3 separate regions of the Mus musculus genome follow, and regions 1 and 3 are each linked to region 2. Evidence: chromatin contacts called from public HiChIP or PLAC-seq data. All regions are on one chromosome and are shown on one strand. The core of a region is the stretch at or near the end of the contact, and the rest is flanking DNA. Distances in the headings are between cores, read along the strand shown.

Evidence for each region. HiChIP or PLAC-seq counts read pairs in DNA pulled down with a chosen protein or histone mark.
Region 1: an H3K27ac HiChIP or PLAC-seq map of embryonic stem cells shows a contact between it and region 2, with 2.6 times the contacts expected there. The contact joins two enhancer-like sites. A contact is called at or near these places in 5 of 39 promoter capture datasets (embryonic stem cells, hematopoietic stem and progenitor cells, liver and 2 more), 1 of 15 datasets of contacts at CTCF or cohesin (large pre-B cells), 6 of 484 Hi-C or Micro-C datasets (the AML12 cell line, the AtT-20 cell line, LSK cells and 3 more), 1 of 115 datasets of contacts at active chromatin or transcription factors (embryonic stem cells) and 3 of 9 other capture datasets (adipose tissue, liver and pancreatic islet).
Region 3: an H3K4me3 HiChIP or PLAC-seq map of embryonic stem cells shows a contact between it and region 2, with 4 times the contacts expected there. The contact joins the promoter of Rfc1 here to the enhancer-like site in region 2. A contact is called at or near these places in 1 of 39 promoter capture datasets (cranial neural crest), 1 of 115 datasets of contacts at active chromatin or transcription factors (embryonic stem cells) and 4 of 9 other capture datasets (adipose tissue, embryonic stem cells, liver and 1 more).

What each region holds. Positions count from the first base shown.
Region 1 is chr5:65,414,542-65,417,241 of GRCm38.p6, forward strand. Ugdh (UDP-glucose dehydrogenase) reads right to left here. Exons shown (of 12, transcript NM_009466.2): 10 at 2,480-2,571; 11 at 2,284-2,394. Among named protein-coding and RNA genes, the nearest start is that of Ugdh, 20 kb to the right of the region's middle. RefSeq lists an enhancer at 434-2,031. Within about 2 kb of position 1,255, at least 121 of the 459 cell types and tissues checked have an H3K27ac peak or open chromatin away from gene starts, as enhancers often do. A contact at or near this core is called in embryonic stem cells and stem cell-derived epiblast-like cells, where this site is marked.
Region 2 is chr5:65,560,173-65,562,872 of GRCm38.p6, forward strand. The region is part of intron 1 of Ube2k (ubiquitin-conjugating enzyme E2K); the gene reads left to right. It overlaps Gm40309 (a long non-coding RNA gene), which reads left to right. Exons shown (of 2, transcript XR_868455.3): 2 at 1-2,700. Among named protein-coding and RNA genes, the nearest start is that of Gm40309, 20 kb to the left of the region's middle. Within about 2 kb of position 1,284, at least 35 of the 459 cell types and tissues checked have an H3K27ac peak or open chromatin away from gene starts, as enhancers often do. A contact at or near this core is called in embryonic stem cells and stem cell-derived epiblast-like cells, where this site is marked.
Region 3 is chr5:65,334,051-65,336,968 of GRCm38.p6, forward strand. Rfc1 (replication factor C (activator 1) 1) reads right to left here and starts at 1,589. Exons shown (of 25, transcript NM_001347357.1): 1 at 1,474-1,589. The coding sequence starts at 1,476.

The DNA of each region.
Region 1 (2,700 bases), core at 5-2,504, 150 kb before region 2:
TTTGCCTATATGTGCACATACTAGGAACTGAAATCAGGGCCTCCTGAAGAGCAGTGAGTACTCTTAAAGTCCGAGCCACCTCTCCAGTCCACACCACCCCTTACCAGTGTAAATTTATCTTTTCTCTAGTAGAGATAAACATACTATTCTATTTCTATATCTCGTTTGAATTAAAAGTTAATTCTTTCATCTGACTCACACTACAAGGGATGCCTGCTTTATTTACAGTAGTCTATTTTCTTACCGAGTGACTTACATACTCTCCCTGAGTTAGGGCTCCCATTTCCTATTTTATCTTTGAGGCAGGCCTGGAGCTACCTATGCAGCAGAGGTGACCTTGCACTCCTGGTCACCCTGCTTCTGCCTCCCAAGTGCACAAGTGGAGAAGGGCGCTACCAAACCCAGCTGAATTCAATTAAAAAAAAAATCTTACTGGGGAGTTAAGTTTTCAAAGAACTCAGGATCATTCTTTTTTTTTTTTTTATATTTATTTGTTTATTTCATGTATGTGAATACACTGTTGCTGTCCTCAGACACACTAGAAGAGGGCATCTAATCCCATTACAGATGGTTGTGAGCCACCATGTGGTTGCTGGGAATTGAACTCAGGACCTCTGGAAGAGCAGTCAGTGCTCTTAACCGCTGAGCCATCTCTCCAGCCCCAGGATCATTCATTTTTATATGCCTATATGTGCATATATATATGTACACTGTGTATGTGGCTGGTATCCTTGGAGACAAGAAGAGGACCCCTAATTACCTAGAACTGGAGTTAGAGATGTCTGTGACTCACCATGTGGGTGCTGGAAGGGTCCTGTGCAAGAGCAGAGCCATTTCTCCAGGCATTGAGTTAGTTAGTTAGTTAGTTAGTTAGTTAGTTAGTTGTTGTGACAGGTTTTCTGTAGCTGTCCTGGAACTCACTACATAGATAGACCAGGCTGGCCTGAAACTCAGGGATCCAACTGTCTCTGTCTCCCAAGACCTGGGATTAAAGGTATGCACCCAGCTAAAACTTTTAAAAATATTTATCTTTCTATATTTGTCTTGGAAATAACATTTAAAAAACAACACTCCAAAGTTTAAATCAAAACCAGGGAAAAGCAGCCCTGCTGCTCACTTGCTCGCTAAGGAGAGTAAGATGGGGGAGTTTCCAAGGAGTTAACAGAGTTGCCAGCTGACTCTGCTGAGACCTCGTATCTCACAAACAAACGGCAGAGAAAAGGCCCTCTAGCGAGTGAGTGAGAGGTTAAAGAAAGCAGACCAGTCTTTGTGGTGAGCAGATAAGGCCTTCCTGGCGCTGCCGCTAAGCCAGTGCTAAGGCCGTGCTGAAGCTCAGTTTGGCGCCATGCTGGCGGCGGCGGCCCTCCTCCACCAACTGTTCTTCGTCTTCCCTAAATTACTCTGCCAGGAGCCTCTCCGCCGTCCACACGGCTGCAGGAGGCTGCAAGTAACAACTCGCTAGTACTTGCAGAGCCCTGGTGCAGCAAAGACCGGTGACACACAGATGCTCTGCTCTGGGCCTGTTCTGCCAGCTCCCCAGCTCCACATGAATGAATGCGAATGCAGACAGGGCTCCTAAGGCCCACATTGTTCCCTCAGACTTCTCACGGCACAGGCAGGGCTGAGTGTCTGAAAGGTACGGGAGCAACACCAGGCCGGCCACGAGCCTGGGTACCCGGCGAGGTGGATGGTAGCTATTCTCACAGGAGGATGACAGTGTTGTTCCAGGTGAAGCAGTTCCTCAGAGGCCACCCACAGTCAAACCCCACCCCTCACCCAGGCTTCACTGGGGTAAAGCTCAGCTGTGCATAACAAGAGTGCACCATGGAACCACAGTGGGTCTTCTTCACCTTTACGATAGGGCACACACTGTTTCCGTATGATAGGCACCTGATACCCTTCTACTGCCAAGTAAAGGACACCAACCTTAGGTTACAAACGAACAACCCAGACTTTGCAGAGAACAGGCCTCTTGTCCTGGTTATCTTACTGTCCTACTGCTAACTTAGAAAATGTGACGCTTTGAAACCCATCAATGGGTTCACAGATCGTCTGGGTGGGCACTGAGGTGGCTCAGAGGGTAAAGGTACTTCTGCCCAAGCCCGAAGCCCTGTGACAGGAGAAGGAAGGGGTGGGCGAACTGACTCTACAAAGTTGTCCTCTGACCTCCACATATGCCCCACCCAAAGTCATGCATATACACACACAATAATAACTAAAACAAAATAATGATAACCAGACCAAACCAAACAAGCAAAACAGCCGGCTTAGAATCCTGATTACCTGGAAGCCAATGGTCTGTAGCTCACTGTGGAGCCCATCCAGGACACGCCGACCATCAAAGATAAAGGCTGGCTTCAGCATTTTTTTATGAATCCGTTCGTAATCCAGTTCCTGTGTAGATGTACCAGTGAATAATTAGGACACACATGTAGACACAGACCCAACTTGTGTTTGCACTGGAATGCCTCTACATCACCTTAAACATGTCCCACTCAGTGCAGATAACGAGGGCATGGGCGCCATCACACGCTTCGTATGGGTCCTTGGAAATGGTCACCAGTCTGGACACTATAAAAACAGCAACGACCAAGAGAGATGAGACACAAACGAGGCACGGGAAGTTACGTGTTTTAACACTGTAGAAGGAGTGTCTGACAGTGAATGAATGGGAAGTGGGAGCCAGGAGCAACCCCACAC
Region 2 (2,700 bases), core at 34-2,533:
TGGCCATGAAAGGAGGGGTGGGGAGTGAGAGAGAAAAGAGGAAAGGGATGGTGGTTTGGGGCAATCTGAAAAAGAGATCAGGAGATTCAGGTATGGAGGCAAAATGGCTGTTATATAGCTAAGTGGAAGCTCAGCCCCATGGAGGGAGAGGCTTAGGGTAGGAGGTCATGTGAGAAGTGCTGGGAAGAGCCACAGGTACTGGGCAAGACCTCTTCCAGATTTCTTTGAGATTTAACAAATGTAGCTGCTAAGCTTTAAATATCTTTATTTCAAACAAGGCATGGAGAATCAAATTTTTCTCTTCCATCAATTTGTTGGTCCACTTTCTCTTCCTCTAAGACAAGTTATCATTATGTAGTGATTTTTTTTTGGGGGGTGGTGGTGGGGGGTGGTTCAAGACAGTGTTTCTCTGTATTGCCCAGGCTGTCCTGGAACTCAATCTGTAGACCAGGCTGGTCTGGAACTCAGAAATTCGCCTGCCTCTGCCTCCCACCTGCTGGGATTAAAGGCATGCAGCACCACTGCCCAGCTGTCTCATTATGTAGTGGAGGCTGGCATAGAATTCACTGCCCAATCTCCTTTTGTGTGAGTTTCCTAAGAACTGGGATTGTACATTTGAACTACCATGCCCATCTTAACAGTTTTTTCTACTGGGGCTGGACAGATGTAATTCAGTGGTAGAGTTACCATTCTAGTTGGTGGCATGAACATGGGAAAATGTAGCCTAAAATGAGGAGGACTAAAGTCACATGCAATCACTTTCTTTAGGGCATAATAGAATTTACATTCTGAGGGTTAAGCAAGATCATATGAGCAAAGTTCAGGTGAGTTCAAGCTGTATACTGTCATGAGGACAGACCCTGCTTGGAAACCTCATCAGAATAATAGAAGCAGGACCTGTAACCTGAAGTAAACCTACTCCTACTTACCATACCTGGGAGGGGCACAGAAGCACATTCTAGGAACAGCCCATGCATGGGAGGAACAGCTCACAGACTCTTCTTGATCCTCATACTTCTGCATCTTTAGTGCTTGCATATGTGTGGGCCTGGCTACCAGAGGTTTTACACGGAGATCTCTGGCCAGGCTTGGTGCGAGGGTTCCCCGAAGGGAAGCGAATGCAGGCAGGGAGGGGAAGTTACTTCCCTGCTTCTGCTGTGCTGGTTGTCTCCACTTCTCTGCCATGCAGTAATTCTTCACTGAGTCGGGTCGGGCTGGGCCGAGGAGAAGCTGACTAGCGAGAGTGCGACAGGACCTCAGGCAGCTCTTTGGGAGAGCCGACCTCTCCCCAAGTGTTAGAGCTCTTAGGACAAAGCCTCAGATGACGGAGTAGTTCTCTCCCTGCATGGGACTTATATACAGTTTTGGGGATGATCCAGGGTTTGACAGCAGGTGCTTTTTATTGGCTTGGACTGAGTTTGGGGAAACCTTATTTGTATGTGGGAGGGCTTGGTGCAGCTAGTACTTGATTGATGCAGCATGCCTCTCTGCAGGGGGGCTGTGGGAGGCTGTAGCTACCTCTGCTGCTGTAGCTGTGTGCTGCGAGCACAGTGGGATACCCAGGAGGCGTGGCCAAACTCCTGCTGTCCCTTGCTGTTGGAAATCTCCGCCCACCACGGGGGCGGGGGGGGGGGGGGCGCTCCGGTTCCAGACCTGTGCTCGACCCGGGGGACCAGGCACAGCTCACCACCCCACAGATATGTACTACTGATCTCAGCTGGATATTTGGATTAAAATTTCATTTTCGAATAGATAAAAATAAGGTGTATGAAAACTTCTTATTTAGGTTCTCCTCTGACCTCCGTGGGCACCAGACAAGCAAGTGGTACACAGACATATGTGCATGCAAGAACCTATATTCACAACAACAAGTACTTTATTTATGAGCTAGTAATGTGTCTAAGCTGGGTAGTGGATGCTTACCCTAGCATGTGCAAAGTCTTGCTTTGATCCTCGATATCAAATATTTATATGGTGGCACACACCTAAAATCCCAGCATACAGTAGGCTGAGGCAGAAAGATCTCTACAGGTTTGAGGTTGGCCTGCATTACATAGAGAGACTGAAAGGACAGTAATAGCATCAGTTGCTACTTTGTACTCAGCATTAATATGTTAAGGATTACTTCTTACACTTTGTTTTCCTTTCACCTCTGAAAATGTATTAGAACCCTTTTTGGAGTCGATGAAGGATAGAGTTGGGATTTGAGCTTGGGCCTAGTACATGCTCAGTATACCTATTCCCAGCCTGAGGACTGCATTAGATTTTGCACTGTTTTTCCTCCGTGCATGCGCGCGCGCGTGTGTGTGTGTGTGTGTGTGTGTGTGTGTGTGTGTGTGTGTGTGTGTGTATACATGTGTCTATATGCACATGTGAGTGCAGGTGTAGGGGTTGTTGGTTCTTTCCTTCTACCATGTAAGTTCTAGAAATTGCCACATTTGGTGACAACCCCTTTTATCTATTGAACCATGTGGCTGGCCTCCTTTTCCCGTCCCTCCAACCTCCTGCATTTCTTCTTTTCAGGCAAGGTCTATGTAGTCTAGGCTGGCCTCAGCTTTGCTATGTAGCTGATCTTAAATTTCTGATCCTCCTCCTTCCACCTTCCTAGTTTTGGGATCATACTCAGCCAGGACTTCATGTATTCTAGGCACTGTTATTGAGCCAAGTGCTGGACCCAGAATTCTGTACTTTCTCATTAGC
Region 3 (2,918 bases), core at 339-2,838, 230 kb before region 2:
GCTGGCCTCAAACTTATAGAGATCCACCTGCCTCTGCCTCCCAGGTGCTGTGATTAAAGTCATGCACCACCAATGAACTGGAGAGGTATGACTGAAGAGATGTCTCAGGAGTTAGAGTACTTGCTGCTCTTTCAGAGGACATGAGTTCAACTCCAATTCCAAAGGGTTCAACACCCTCTTCTGGCCTCTGATGGCATCAGGCATGCATAGTCACAGAAATATACTCAGACACAACATACACGTTACAAGTCAAATAAGAATGTATTGGACTTGGGGGCTGAACAAATGGTTCAGTGGTTAAGAGTGCATATTGTTCTTTGCAGAGACCCTGACTTCCAGAACTAACACCCACAGAAAGCAGCTCAAAACCACCTGTAACACCACCTCTGGAGGATCTGACACACTCTTCTGGCTACCATGGGCCTTCAAACATATGTGTGCATACACAAACTATGTGTGCATATACAAACACAGATACACATAACTAAAATAAGAATAAATATTTTCCAAAACAACACTTCAGATGAATTTCTAGACGGTATTTAAAGCAAACTCACATATTATCCCGAAAATAAAAAGGCCGACTCTGGGTGGCTACCATCACTATCTTTTTTCCCCAAAGAATAAAAAACAGAGAGCTGAAACTTTTTCCAGTTTGGTGTAACACTTTTCTCCCCTGCATGCTGGTGTTCTGACAAGCTTAAGAATAATAAAAGTGTGTGTAAGTGTGATTGTTAAATATCTTGTAGATTAGCTGAACATCTTCAGTGGTCCAGTAAATTAAAAATTATTTCCAACTTGTATCTGTCTCCTATGCCAGGGACTTTCAAACAATTTCACTTTCAAACTATTTGAATGTCCACTACATTGAATTATTGAAGTTGGAACTGAGGTTTAAAAAAAAAAAAAACTACTTATCGTAACAGGTGATAAGAGATGACAGCTGTCAAATACAGAACATCCGTCTGTACTCGCCGTGTTTTTATTCCTGGTAAACCAGGATCCGCTCAACTCCTATAAATTATTCTAAACAAAATAAACAAATAAACTTCCTTGTGTCACAGCTGACACTCGCTTCCAGGAAGCTGATTCAAGCTGAAGGCCCGAGCAAACTTCTCCCTGCGAAAGCCAAGTGTGACATTCTTCCACGCAAAGCTTGAAGTCGGGACTTTAGGAAGCACTCCAACAGAGATGATTTGGGACAAGGCTGTACACGAAAGTAACTTTTAACGCCCCGTCCAAATCAACTTTCTTCTTCCTTCCTCCCTTCCCCCAAGAGTCGGGGGGGTGGGGATGTGAAATTGCCGCGTAGCAGCCACCTCCCTGCAGCTGCGTCCCTGGTGCGCCCCGCACCCTAAGCCGGGCCCCTCGGAGCCCTCTGCATCGTCCTCCCCATCCCGCACCGCGGCGGCGCCCCGTTCACACCCCCGCCTGCAAAGCCTCTGTAGCTGCACGGCCTCCCGGGCGGCTCACCATCGCAGCCCCACGACCGAACAGGAGCAGGTGGGCAGGCCCGTGGCTGGGGTAATTCGTTATCGGGGCTCGGGATCCATTGGCGCCAACAACTTCTCCCGCGAAGTAGCAGAAGCGCGGGCGGCGGCGCGCGGCGATGACGTCGGAGGCGCGCGTTCCCCGCGGCCCCGCCCCGAGGCGGGAGCTGCGCACTGGGTGCAGGACCACAGCCCTAGCAACCGGAGGGTTGCTACCTTGTAGGACGGCGAGTGCGCGTGCGATCGTGGCCGGGAGACGCCCAATTTGGGATCTGAGGCTGACTTCCTCTAAGCCGGGTTCCCAGGTGGCTTCCTTCCTGCAGTACACGCACGTGCTGCAAGGGCAGTGCTCTGTAGCCGCTTCCAGAAGTTCTTACTGCCACCACGGTAGGATGAAGTGTATTCGATGCGCCCCGCAAAGGTCAACTGTTCTCATCAAACTTTACACTGATTTATTTTATTTTTAATGTTTGACCTATTGATTTTGGCTCAAACTAACAGACCCTTAGTGAATGGACATTTTTTTTAACTTTTTAATACATTTATCTATTGAAGATGGAATGACAAGCTGTGGTCAGAGAACAACTTTCAGGGAACCTTCCATCACGTGGGTATATGTTTGCATTTAACGGACTGTTTACAGTAAAGGCATTTTGTTTGTTTGGGGGGGTTGTTTTTCTGAGGCAGAAGATCATGTGACTTGTCCAGGTCCCAAACTCCTTATGTAGCTGAGAATGACCTTGAACTTCTGATTTCTCTACTGCCTCCCAAACGCTGAAATCTCAGATATATGCCAACACTCCTGCTTTACACGATGCAAGGGATCAAACTCAGAGCTACTGTGAATGCATGCAACCAACTGGGCAACCCTCAGCCCCAATGTCTTTGCTCTAAAACTACCAAGCTAAGAGAACTAGCCCCCGGGACTGGAGAGATGGCTCAGCGGTTAAGATCACTGACTGCTCTTCCAAAGGTCCTGAGTTCAAATCCCAGCAACCACATGGTGGCTCAAAACCATCCGTAATGAAATCTGATGCCCTCTTTTGGAGTGTCTGAGGTCAACTACAGTGTACTTACATATAATAAATAAATCTAAGAAAGAAAGACAGGAAGGAAGGAAGGAAGAAAACTAGCCCCTTAATTCCTTCCTAAAGCTTCATTAAGTCTCTTAAAGAATAGTCAAATCTTTGACATAACCAAGACACGCCCACACAGGGGAAAAAAAAAAAAAAAACAAGAAAAGATTTAGGATAAGCAAGCTTTGGAAGCTGCTCTTGCTATGAAACTCTAGTGGGCCTGCCTCCACCACCCCACTGCTGGGATTATAGGGGTGGTAGCCCACACCTGGCCAGCAAGTTTCCTATGAGTAAATGAGCAACCTGGTTGTGGAATAGAAATTAACAATTGCATATAACTTTAAGAGAAAAC